Linked DNA regions of Sus scrofa: region 2 is linked to region 1. Evidence: chromatin contacts called from public HiChIP or PLAC-seq data. All regions are on one chromosome and are shown on one strand. The core of a region is the stretch at or near the end of the contact, and the rest is flanking DNA. Distances in the headings are between cores, read along the strand shown. Region 1 holds the start of SRSF5 (serine/arginine-rich splicing factor 5). Region 2 holds the start of LOC100525232 (cytochrome c oxidase assembly protein COX16 homolog, mitochondrial).

Region 1 (6,629 bases), core at 1,280-3,779:
TAATTATTAAAAGTTTGAAACAACCCCCAATTACATTTAATTAAAAAATTTTAAATTACAATTAAATCCATTAATTTAATTAAAGATTAAAAAAACTACTTTTAATAAAACATTAATAAAATTATCAGCCACCCATTAATATTTAAAAAGCCACATTAAAATATCTCAAAACTGTATTTCAACAAACCTGCCAGCTGACTCTTGAAGATAAATTCTCAACTATAAGCCGATTTTCTGTTCTTACAGGTGGAGCATTTCTGAGGAAGAAAATGAGTACTCACAATGGAAGAAATGCAGCAATGTGCATTTATTGTGTTCAGTTGTGGGCAATTTCAAGCAATCAGATATGACATCATAAATGACTTCCACCGACAGTCTCTGCATTATTTTGACTCACACTTATTAGAACAGCAGACTAATACACAAATATCAGGATTGTACGTAAATAGCAAAACCACTTATTGCTAACAGTTTTTAAGCGTTTTTAAAGATTCCTGCAGTAATGCTTATTCGAAGCAGACATCCACCATCACATACCGTCTATCATTTCGAGGTCTGCGACTACTAAAACGGTCTGAGTAGCGTCCTCTACCTCTTCCACCTCGAGATCGAGCCCTAGCATGTTCAATTGTAACCCTACAAGAAGAGAAGAAAAATTCTTCATTATCCACTTATGCTAACTAAGAAATCTATTTAGAAAAACATCCCAGCTGACCTGGCCACTCTATCTTTACAATGCTAACTAGTTATAAAACAAAAACAAAGATCCTCACCTTTCACTGCAGAGTTCTTTTCCATCAAGTTCATATACAGCATCATCTGCATCCCTGGGATCCTCAAATTCCTCAAATTCAAACGTGAAAAAAATATGTTTAACATGGCTTTAAAAAGTGTATTCTACAACACATCAAAAGCACTAAATACCTGTGAAAGAATAGGAAAGGGAGTATCTTAATGACAATACCATATTGATAAGCCTAATCAAGAAGCAACCAGTAGGTCCCTGTCAGCCTAGTGGTTAAGATCCCACAATGTCACTGCTGTGGTGTGCGTTTGAGCCCTGGCCCAGGAACTTCCACAGGCCACAAGCGCAGCCAACTACTCCCCCCCACAAAAAACCCACAAAAGTGTAATAATAAATATATTTTAAAAAGGAAGCACCAGGGGTGGTTTCCCTCCAGCCAGCAATGAGCTTCTTTTATCCCTTAAGACAACTCACTGCCTTAAGGATGCACATTTCCCCTAAAGACACTCTACTTAATAAGATCAAAAGCACCGCTTATCACAAACTCTACTCACTTAACAGATAATTCAACCACTTCTAAATACTTACCACAAAACCAAAGCCTCTTTTCAGATCAATATCTCTTATTCGTCCATACCCCTTGAAGAACCTTTCCACGTCTTTCTCCCTGGCCGCTGGATTTAGCCTCCCGATGAATACTCGACAGCCACTCATGATGTGCGGCTAGTACTTCCTGCCAGAAAATAATCCAATGAAGATAATACCAGTGAATGTCGGAAGAATGCCTCGCCGAGGGATCAAAAACATAAACGGCAGAAAATAAAATGTTTACCCGGTGATGTTATAAACAAGATTGCCAAGAGTGCCTCTTATTAGGCCAGGTCCCTTGCAGACAAAATTAAAACTCGGCTCCCAACACGATCCTTCCCTGGGCCCAGACCGCAGCAACCGCAACGCCCACTGCCGCCTCCGGAACTGCGCAGCCGCACACTCTCCCTGGCTCTTCTGGCCCCCTCCCATCTGCCGCAGTTAGGAAAGGCCGAGAAGTGCGGGCGGAGCCGACCCCGCCCTCCGCAAGGCCAGCCCAATGACGACGGGCCGCGCGCGTCGCCGCCTCCCGGGAGCGTCACAGCGGGTGGAAGCCGGATCTCGCGACGCCACCGCCGCGCCTGCGCAGACGGCGGCGGGCGGCCGCGAAACAGCCTCAAAATGGCCGCCTCGGAGCCAGCGGTGGGGAGCCGCGCGTGCCAAGCTCCCTGGTCCCTCCCCTGCCCCGAACCCACTGTGCCGGGGTCATTGTACCCGCCCTCGGACAGCCCCGGCCACACCCCGAACAAAGGTATCGGCCCACTCCTCGCGGGGTTCGGGCAGTGAAATAAGGAGGCAGGGAGGGGCACACGACCCCTCCGTGTAAAAACCACCATAACCAGGACCACGACCGCCCTTCCCCCGTCAGGTCCCCTCAAACAATACCCAAAGGGAGACGTGCCCCAGCGCCCACCTCGAGTAAACTGCGCTCAGTGGACGCCGTCCTCCGCACAGAGAGCAGCCCTGACCACTCGCGATCTGAGCGGCCATGAAGAAGCCTCGATCCGAGAAGGCTTTCCCTCAAAGTGAGCCACTCACCTACCGGACAGGATCTTTGGCAGCTGAGACCCAAAGAGGTCCGTAGTCTGCGACGGAGCCGTCTGCCTCCCCGCAGACCAGGACTTAACTCGCCTACGTATCTCCACAACTGACGCACTTAGATGCTCCGGCGCTCCACAAAATGGAGGGCGCGTCTTGCGTCACTTCCGGGACCGCCCCTGGAGCCGCCCCTTGGGGGCCCAGGCCCGAGGAGGGCGGGAGCACCGCTCACTCGTGGTGGGCGTGGCCGAGGGGCGGGAACTGGGGTGGGCGTGGCTCCCAGACGCTCAGGTCTGGAAGGGTCCTCCTCAAAGACTTTCGCAGCGTTTGGACTGTGACGTTCGCTTCATCATTATCTCATAAAAATACCCTAAGACTGGTGAGTAAAAAAAAAATTATCTGAAGCTTTAAAAAATATCCTGAAGAGTACTGGGCGAAAGTAACTCAGACTTTGCAAAAATATCTGACCATCTCTGACCCTTTACCATTTGCAAATTACGGTTGCACTTTGGAGGGCGCTCCTTGATGCTGAAGAGCATATTTTAACCATACCATGGACGTGTGGCTGAGTTATAGGTAGAAGACTAAGTGCAGTATTGTTTAAATGGAAAGTTTAGGGGTCATGAAATACTGAACTTGAGACTGCGGCTATTGGGCCATCTAGAATTGAGGCCAGAAGAGTTCCCTTTGTGGCTCAGCAGGTTACAGGCAGGCCTTGTATCCATGAGGATGCAGGTTCCCTCCCTGGCCTTGCTCACTGGGTTAAGGATTCAGCGTTGCCACAAGCTGTGGCATAGGTCTTGGATGCGGATCTAATCTGGCATTGCCCTGGCTGTGATGTAAGCTGGCAGCTGCAGTTCTGATTTGACCTATAGCCTGGGGACTTCTGTCTGCCACAGGAGCAACTATGAAAAAAAAAAGTAGAATTGAGGCCAGAATGCAGGCCTCTGTATTTCTACTACTCTAGGACTGTGCTGGCTAGATGGTGTTTCCAGCTACTTTTAAATCCAAATGGTATTTGGTTAACTCTCTCTTCAGGTTTCTGTACTGTAACACAAAGTCTACCATTCTTCAGAAACATGATATATTGTGTTTTCAAAGTGAGTGTGAAACAGCCAGTCACATCTTTAACTCTGCGTTTTCCTAGTAAAGTCAGCAGGCTTAGGAATTCAGACATAAAGAGAGTTTTGATGAAAAAGTTACTTTAACTCCCTTTTTTTTTTTTAATTTTTTTGTCTTTACAGGGCCGCACCCTCGGCATATGGAGATTCCCAGGCTAGGGGTCCAATCAGAGCCGTAGTCACCGGCCTACACCAGAGCCACAGCAACTCGGGATCCGAGCCGTGTCTGCAGCCTACACCACAGCTCACGGCAATGCCGGATCATCAACCCACTGAGCAAGGCCAGGAATCGAACCCGCAACCTCATGGTTCCTAGTCGGATTCGTTAACGACTGCACCACGATGGGAACTCCTTTAGCTGCTATTCTGAAAAACATAGGCATTTTATAATGCACAAATTGTCCCAAACCAATACTTATTTAATTGCATTTGTTTGCTTTCTGCATAATTAAAAAAAAAATCAATCTTCCAATTGTTTTCTACATTCTTTGTTGGATATAGAAGCAACGTCTTGTGATTTCAGTTACTAAACATTATTTTTGCTGCAATAAGAGAAAGTTATCTGCAAAATATTTTCTGGGGTGAAAAAACAAGAATGCTGGTGCTGCACACCATAAAAGTGTTGCTGCTTTCTAAGGTGTTGTGGTTTTCTTCAGGATTTTTTTTTTTTTTTTTTTAAGGGCTGCACCTGCAGCATATGGAAGTTCCCAGACTAGGGGTCGAATCAGAGCTACAGCTGCCAGCCTGCGCCACAGCCACAGCAACCCGGGATCCAAGCCTCATCTGTGACCTATACCACCGCTCACAGCAATGCTGGATCCTTAACCCACTGAGCGAGGCCAGGGATCAAACCTGTATCCTCATGGTTCCTAGTTGGGTTCTTTACTGCTGAGCCACGATGGGAACTCTAGGAGTAATTTTTTTTATAAACTTTATTTATTTACTGTTAAAAAGTTTGTGATTTCCACAAATTGTTCATTAGTATTGCTTAGCGATGTGATCTCCTTGTTTTAAACCACTTATCTCCTGCGATGTTTCCTTTTCTGACACTGCCTAGTAAGTTTCCCTACCAGATTCTCTTACCAGCTTCTCCAGTAAACACAGTCATCTTCTGTGAACATAACTATTCTCTCTCCTTTGTGATCCAAAGAAACTCAATACACTCCCCTACTATTCCTCCATCATCAACTTGAAATAAAGATATGTGTTATTCATGTTTTTTTTTTTCAGAAATGCCTAACACAGGAAAGTCTCAATATTTGTAGGCCTGGATGTGCATTAGCACTTCTTTCAGGTGTTCCTGTTCCTTGTTAATGTTTCAACAAAATGGCTTGGCATCCTTTTCCTAAGACATCCAAGTGAGTAGCAAATCTTATGAAGGAAAAAAGATGCCCAGAAATCACAGATTAAAATAAACACAAGAGTTTATCAAAGCCATCTCTTTGGGAGACTTTCAGCATAACTGTGGGGTGTTTCATTCATCATATCCCTGAGTTTATCTAATCCAGAGGTCCAAAAATCATGGGCTGCGGATCTAACCCAGCCTGCGGTCTGTTTTTGTATGATCTGACGATGATTTTACATTTTTAATGATGGGGAGGGGAATCAAAAGCAGAAGAATATTTCATGACACATGAAAATTATGTAAAACACAAAGGTCAGTAGCCATCAATAAAGTTTTTTTGGAACACCGCCACTCCTGTTCATTTACTTGTTATCTACATGGGTTGTCCTGCCACAAAAGCAGGGCTGAATAGGGAGTTCCCGTTGTGGTGCGGCGGAAACGAATCTGACTAGGAACCATGAGGTTGCAGGTTTGATCCCTGGCCTCAAGGATCCGGTGTTGCCAGTGAGCTGTGGTATAGGTCGCAGATGCGACTCGGATCTGGTGTTGCTGTGGCTGTGGTGTAGGCCGGCAACAACAGCTCCAAATAGACCCCTAGCCTGGGAACCTCCATATGCCATGAGTGTAGCCATAGAAAAGACCAAAAAAAAAAGTGTTTACACACACACACACACACACACACACACACACACACACACACACACACACACAGAAACTAGAGTCTTCATAACCTGATCTTAGAAGTGACGTACCGTGGCATATCAGTCTGCTGGGTTGCCATAACAAAGTACCAGAACCTGGAGGGGTTAAGACAATAGAAATTTATTGTGTCACTGTTCTGGAGGCTACAAGTCCTACATCAAGTTGCCAGCAAGGCCTCGCTGCCTCTGACAGCTCTGGGGAAGGACCCTTCCTCGCTACTGCCTACTTCCTGGTGCTTACCAGCAACTCCTGGCGTTTCTGGCTTGGAGATGCATCGCTTCAGTCCCATGAACATCTTTTCATGTGTGTCTTCGCACCATCTACCTTCTAGTCTAGCTTTCTTTGAATTTGTGTCCAAATTTCCCCTTTTTATAAGAACACCAGCCACATTGGAATAGGGCCCACCCTAATGACCTCATTTTTAACTTCATGACCTCTGTAAAGACCTACTTCCAGATAAAGTCACATCTGAGGTTCTGGGGGTTAGACCCTCAGCCTACCTTTTGGGGGAGACACAATTCAACCTGTAACACCTAGCTTCTGCGACGTGCTAGTGGTCACACAGCCCACACCTGGTACAATGTAGAAGGGAAATCCTGTGAGAACCAGGAGAAGGATGGTTGGGGTCATCTTGGAGGTTAACCGCTTCCTGCTCCACATGGAAAATAGCATTTATCAGGCTGCCTTTGCCTTGGTCTCTCTCCCCTCCATCTTCCAATTACATGTATCTTCACTCATCTTCCCCTTCTTGGTTTCAAAGAAAGCAGGCACTCAATTTATTTCCAAAACTTTGGTCCTTCGTGCACCAGATTCCAGACCTTATTCCATCAATCATCTCTCTCTCTCTCTCTCTTTTTTTTTTTTTTTCCTATCTTAGGTCCCATCCTCTCCACTACATCATTAAACTTTTCCTTTTGTCTTTTTAGGGCTGCACCCACAGCATATGGAGGTTCCCAGGCTAGGCGTCAAATGGGAGCTATAGCCGCTGGCCTTCGCCACAGCCACAGCAATGCCAGATCCGAGCCACATCTGCAACACCAGTTGCAGTTCATGGCAACACCAGATCCTTAACCTGCTGAGCGAGGCCAGG
Region 2 (6,629 bases), core at 1,534-4,033, 490 kb before region 1:
CAAGGTTCAAATTCAAACTCTGAAATGTTCTTTCCATTATCCTTTTTTCATTGTGCTTATTATATACTATTTGGAACGACAATGACTTTGTACACTGAAATCAATAATACAGTGTGATAGAGGTCTGTGATAAATTTTCGTCAGACTAATGGAGCTCTGAGGAGGAAATAATTCACATTGCTTGTGGGGTAAGGGAGGCCTCAAGAACCTGGTGTCCCTAAAGCTGCATTTTGAAGATGTGGAAGTTCATGCAACACTCAGGGGTAATATCTCTTCCAGGATGGAGCATGGAATGGACGAAGAACAGTGGCAGAAAAGGCAGGCCAGAGTTGTATTACAAAGGGCATTAAATTCTCTGCTAAGAAAATTGTGAGACAGGCTGGGACCTGGGACCTGGGATCCTTGCTGCAGTGGCTGCTATGCTTGCCCCTGGACAAAGATCTCCTTGAGCGACAAAATACAAAGATACTATAAGGGACTAAAAATTACCATGTACATGCACAGTTGGGGCAAATTATGGGCAAGAAGATTAAAAAACTAAAAACCCAACTGCCACTTCTGAAGAGCTGAGAGAAAAACAGGGTGTTGTAAGCAAAAGCAGGGTACTAGCATGCCCTCTGCATAGGACACCACCAAAGGGGAGGGCGGACCACCTAATCTACCCCTCTGGCCCAATCCCAGGACCCCCCCCCCATGCCCTTACCCCATATAAGGCAACTGCTTTCTCCCCACCTCCACCCCCATCGCTGCCTCCCCCCAGCAAGTGAGAAAGCAAGGGAACCTGTTGTTTGTTGTAACTCTCCTGACTGCAGCAGGAGCCCCAGCAAAGCCTTGCCTGAATTTTCCTATCTGGCCTCATCAATTTCTATTGATTTAGCAAGGTCAAGAACCCAGGTCAGTAACAGACTCAGTGGTGCCCAAGGGGCTGTTGTCCCTTTTCTGGGAGAGGATCTGGGCACCTCTGGGACCACTGAATGCAGTTTCCTCGTGGGTGATAAGCAGCTGCCTGAACCTCTTGTTTCAGCATCAGTGTGGGCCCTGGGGACCTCCATACCCTCATTCAGGTAAAACTTTCCCTTTCCCTCTCTCTCTCTCTTTTTTTTTTTTTTTTTTTTTTTTTTTTTTTTTTTTTTTGCCTTTTCTAGGGCCACTCCCGCAGCATATGGAGGTTCCCAGGCTAAGGGTCTAATCGGAGTTGTAGCCGCCAGCCTACGCCAGAGCCACAGCAAGGCAGGATCTGAGCTGCGTCTGCGAACCACACCACAGCTCACGGCAATGCCGGATCCTTAACCCACTGAGCAAGGCCAGAAATTGAACCCGCAACCTCATGGTTCCTAGTCGGATTCGTAACCACTGTGCCACAACGGGAACTCCTCCCTTTCCCTCTCTTGATATCTCTCTGCTTCTCTCTCTGTCTTTTCCTCTCGCTGTCCTCTCCTGCTTCTAGAGTGGATGTCAGGTAGCTGTAGCAACATTCCTCTCAGATTTGAGGCCTGCTTCCCACGGCCAGCAACGTCTCCCCTTCACGGGTGACAAGAGGTGGGAACGGCTCACCTCACATGGTGCTGATCCTGGTCCAGCAGTCTCTCCCTGACAGGAGACTTACGAAAGTGACAGAGGTTCAAACTTCATAACGTGAAGTGGCTGGAAGTCCAATTGTCCTAATATTCTTACCTTTATTTTCCTATCTGGCCTCTTACAAATTTCTATTAAGGAGGGCCAAGAACCCAGGTTGGTAACAACTGGAGTGACTACTGTAGGCAAAAACAGAATCTCATCATTATTTATGCCTCTTAGATAATTGCCAGCAGTGTGGGAGATAGATTTTAGATTGACAATTAAGAGGGTTTTTTTTTGTTTCTTTTGTTGTTTTAGACCCAGTGGCCTTATAAATATAGGTATTAATTATTAAATCAGCCCAAAGGCAGGAAGGAGATCAGGAGTTTCTTCTCTAGAGATCACTTAGGGGCTACTTTAATAGTTGGCAAGAGTAACGAATTAAGCCAGGAATCTTTCAGTGGTAATAGAGAGGCAGGGACAGATGGAAAGATTTCAGGGAGAGCATGGGAAATGTGACTCTGCATCACCTGCAGTTTATTATGTCATCTCAAACAGCACTTGATAAGTGAGGCATTCTGGCAAATGGCACATGGTGGGGGCTGTTTCCCAAGTTACTGATGGTTCATTTGTGTGCCCATTAGACTGCCAGCCTCTTTAAGGCAGGGCTCATGTCTTTTCATCTCTGGTTCCTCCTGCCTCCTAATGACCCACAAAAGGGTATGCTGGATGGTTGCTGAACGAATGGAAAATAAACCTTCATCTATGACTGAAGATTACAGGCTATGTGGCAGTAAAAGCTCTAGCATTAGAAGTTCACAGATAGGAGTTCCCATCGTGGTTCAGTGGTTAACAAATCCGACTAGGAACCATGAGGTGGTGGGTTGGATTCCTGGCCTTGCTCAGTGGGTTAAGGATCCGGCGTTGCCATGAGCTGTGGTGTAGGTTGCAGACGCTGCTCGGATCCCGCGTTGCTGTGGCTCTGGCATAGGCCGGTGGCTGCAGCTCCGACTCGACCCCTAGCCTGGGAACCTCCATATGCCGTGGCAGCAGCCCAAGAAATGGCAAAAAGACAAAAAAAAAAAAAAATCAGATAGCCAGACATTACACTGATTACCATTCATTCAATCTAAGCTTTCGTAGCAATTTCTTTTTTTTTTTTTCATTTTTATTAAGCTGGTAAACTACCCATCTCACAAATAACTAAAAAGTAACTTGTTAAAAAATCTGATTTTATTAAGCTGATTTTCATGGGGGGGGGTCGCTGTTCTAAGAATACATTGTTCGAGATTCAGAACACAGGAGCTACAGATTTCCACAGCCTTTGATGACGGCTACAAACACGATTTAAACCCCTTAATTCCCAATTGCAAAGCAACTTGGCGGAACCAACCTCTGACGCTCGAATTTCCGGGGGGAAATCGCGAGTATGTTACAACAGATCGATTGCTTTTGCCTGGCAGAGGCTTATCTGAAAAGGACTGGGAGGCCAAGCGAAGAAGGTGAGTTACGGGCGTCCTTGTCTGGAGAGAGCTTGAGCTACTGCGTTTCGGCAGCCCGCGCAGGGCCTGGTTGGCGGAGCGTCCAAGCAGGCTGGAGAGTTCAGTCATGTTCCCTCAAGCGGTGATGCGCGCCTTCCGCAAAAACAAGACCCTACGTTATGGAGTCCCCATGTTGGTGAGCGCAGGGAGGAGGAAGTGTGGGGGGCGGGATTCCGGGAGGCGTGGGAGCTCAAGTTTGGCTGGAATTAAACTGCAGGGAAACTGTAATGCCAGGCCAGGAGTGGCAGCGATAGTTTGAGAGCGTTTAGGCGGTCCTTCTAGTCTCCTCGAACTGGTAGTGGCATCTCGAGTCGTCCACTTACCTTTTTTGGTAGTGCTTCTGAGAGAGATGTCAGAACCAGATTTTAACCCAAGTCTGAATGATTCCTAAATTTGTATCGCGCCCTTAACACCCCGCTACAGCTTGACGATACTCTGGGTCTTTGGGACTAGACGTATTTACTTGATTTAGCTGTACAACTTCGAACTTCTTCAGGTTTCAGTTTACTAGTTTGTGAACTGGCTTAATTCTCCCAGAGTTAATGACCCCAACTTAAACTCTTGTGAATGATTGGGAGGGCACCTTCCGCATTGCAGCAGCTCTCTAAACATGGTCGCTGAAATGTTGATGTTTTTAAAGTACATTGAAAGTAGGTTTGGTGTCTGTGTGTTTGCATCCAGTCCTGTACTGAGTTCCCTGAAGATCCCATTCGTCTTGAAACTTCAGGGTGATGTTGGCTTAACACCAACCCGAGTTGCTCTGGTGAGACCACTCCCTTTCTTTTCGGTTTGACCTTGCCAAGTTATTTTGCTTCAGCAGGCCTTGATATCACAGTAAATTAATTTAAATAAAGCACGTGGACATAATCCACTTTCTTTTAAATAGTTTATTACTTTGGTATGGATATTGATACCGGTGAAATTACCAGCTTTTGCATTTAAGCAGAATTAAAGGAAAGAAGTGACCTTAGAAAAGTAACGAGTTTTTTTTTAACTCATCTTCGATGAATCTAGGTTTCTTTTTAATCTTTGGAAACTCCTTTGTATGTATGTTTTTAAAAGTTTAAAGAAAGCTGTATAAGACAATGCAGTAATTATATTTGTATAGATAACAGGCATGTGTGAAAACTATCCTCTCTATAGATTCCCCCCCACCAAAGAAGTCTAGTCAGAAACACTGTTTAGTCACTTAACTTGAATCACCTGCATGTTCTACTGGAAGACAGTTTGATTTTGTTTCTAATCTTTCAAAATCATCAAAACCAATGTCTTAAAACCACTAGTATAAAAGTAACCTCTGGGGGTTCTCTCATTTGTTCTATTTCATGGAATAGAGAATACCATAGTAGACTTCCTCCCAAGTGTACTTCTCTTTACTGGCCTTTATGTCTATACTGGGCCTATACTATAGTGGACCTAATGTCTATACCGTTTCAAAATATAGGTCCTAGACATAATTAATTTTGTAGAGGAAAATGGCTTTTTTTCTTTTTTTCTTTTTTTGGTCTTTTTTTAAAAGGGACACACCTGCAGCATATGGAGGTTCCCAGGCTAGGGGTCTAATAGGAGCTGAAGCTGCTGGCCTATACCATAGCCACAGCAACTTGGGATCTGAGCCCCATCTGCAACCTACACCACAGCTCATGGCAACGCCAGATCCTTAACCCACTGAGCAAGGCCAGGGATCAAACCTCATCCTCATGGATGCTAGTCAGATTCGTTTCTGCTGCGCCATGACAAGAAGTCCTGTAGAGGAAAATGTTGAATTCAGTGCTCTAAAACCCAACACTACTAGAAAGAATCGAAAGATAACATCCTCTTTACCATGTATCAGTCAAATATACCATAATTACTAAAATACTATATGCTGTATTTACTGTAGTATACTACCATACTTCAGATTGAAATTATTTCCTCTCAGATAAATATTAATGCTTCTAGGAATCTTTATTCAACATCATACAGAAGAGGACTTAGAATACCAAGTATAAACTAATAATAATTTCCTTCCCTTCTTTTCCAAACCACTTGGAAAAGAGAATGTAGTTGTTTCAGTTTCCACACTGCCCATTTAGTCCTGAGAATTTACTTTTCTAACCCGACCAGTGACTAATGATTTCTACATACCAAAAATTTAGCCCATTTAATGTGTTCAGTTCGTCTGTTTTTAGTATATTCACAGTGTTATGCAACTGTCACTTCAGTCTAATTTTAGAATATTTTCATTACCCTAAGAGAAATACCAAACTCACTAGTAGTTACTACCTATTCTCCTCTGCCCTTTACCCATCCTAGGTCTGTCCTTCTGTCTATAGATTTAATAGAATGACACAACATGTGGTCTTTTGTGACTGACCTTTTTCACATAGCATAATATTTTCAAGTTTCATGCATGTTGTAATGTATCAAAACATCATTTCTTTTAAAGGCTAAATAGTCTGTCAGTTGGCATATTTATTTTCCATTGATGAACATTTCGGTTTTTTTCATTTCTTGGCTATTACGAATAATGCTGCTCTGAATATTCACGTACAAATTTATGTATGGTTGTGTTTTCATTTTTCTTGAGTCTATACCTAGTAGTAAAATTGCTGGGTCTTATGGTTACTTCATGTTTCACATTTTGAGGAACTTCCAGAATCTCTCCCAGAAACTACATCATTCTCACCAGCAATGTATGATGCTTCTGATTTCTCCGCATTCTTGCCAACAGTTGTCATTGTCCACTGTTTTTTGTTTGTTTGTTTGTTTGTTTATTTTAAACCCTTATTAGTGGGTGTGAAGTGGTAGCTGTGGTTTTGATTTGCATTTCCCTAATGACTAATAATGTGGGACATCCTTTCATATGATCAATTATTGGTTATCTCTGTATCTTCTTTGGAGAATCGTCTATTCAGATCCTTTGCCCATTTTTACTCTGGGCTATTTTTTTTTTTATTGGGCAGTGATTTTCCTAATTACCTAGAACCAATAAGTTTCCCAGTCTTTGTCAAGGGGCTCTGTGTGCTTAATTAGGCATGCCTTCAGTACTTAGGCAGGTTGCATTTCTGCCTTAACCTTTTATTTCTCGCTTTCTCAGAGCCTCAGGTTTAGCCATAGGTGAGTGTTTTGGGGCTTCTCAGATCTTTCCTGAGCTCACACACTGCTCTGGGCATGTGGACAGTTCTGTTCACGTGCATATCCTTCTTGAGTCTCAAGAATATTCGGAGTTCCTGTGTGGCTTGGTGGTTAATGAATCCGTCTAGGAACCATGAGGTTGTGGGTTCGATCCCTAGCCTTGCTTAGTGGGTTAAGGATCTGGCATTGCCATGAGCTGTGGTGTAAGTTGCAGATGCAGCTCGCATCCCGAGTTGCTGTGGCTGTGGTGTAGGCAGGCAGCTATAGCTCTGATTCAACCCCTAGCCTGGGAACTTCCATATACCACAGGAGCAGCCCGAGAAATGGCAAAAAAGACAAAAAAAAAAAAAAAAAAAAGAGTGTGCTTGGGCTTTTCAGAGTCCTCTATGGACACCTTATCACCTTATTCCTCGT

Evidence for each region. HiChIP or PLAC-seq counts read pairs in DNA pulled down with a chosen protein or histone mark.
Region 2: an H3K27ac HiChIP or PLAC-seq map of alveolar macrophages shows a contact between it and region 1. The contact joins the promoter of LOC100525232 here to the promoter of SRSF5 in region 1. A contact is called at or near these places in 2 of 2 datasets of contacts at active chromatin or transcription factors (alveolar macrophages and skeletal muscle).

What each region holds. Positions count from the first base shown.
Region 1 is chr7:93,389,279-93,395,907 of Sscrofa11.1, reverse strand. It overlaps SRSF5 (serine/arginine-rich splicing factor 5), which reads right to left and starts at 2,529. Exons shown (of 8, transcript XM_001927419.6): 1 at 2,247-2,529; 2 at 1,334-1,478; 3 at 774-844; 4 at 538-636; 5 at 188-257. The coding sequence starts at 1,459. LOC106504507 (a long non-coding RNA gene) reads left to right here and starts at 2,632. Exons shown (of 4, transcript XR_001298042.2): 1 at 2,632-2,750.
Region 2 is chr7:93,878,749-93,885,377 of Sscrofa11.1, reverse strand. It overlaps LOC100525232 (cytochrome c oxidase assembly protein COX16 homolog, mitochondrial), which reads left to right and starts at 2,783. Exons shown (of 4, transcript XM_003128623.4): 1 at 2,783-3,234. The coding sequence starts at 3,166.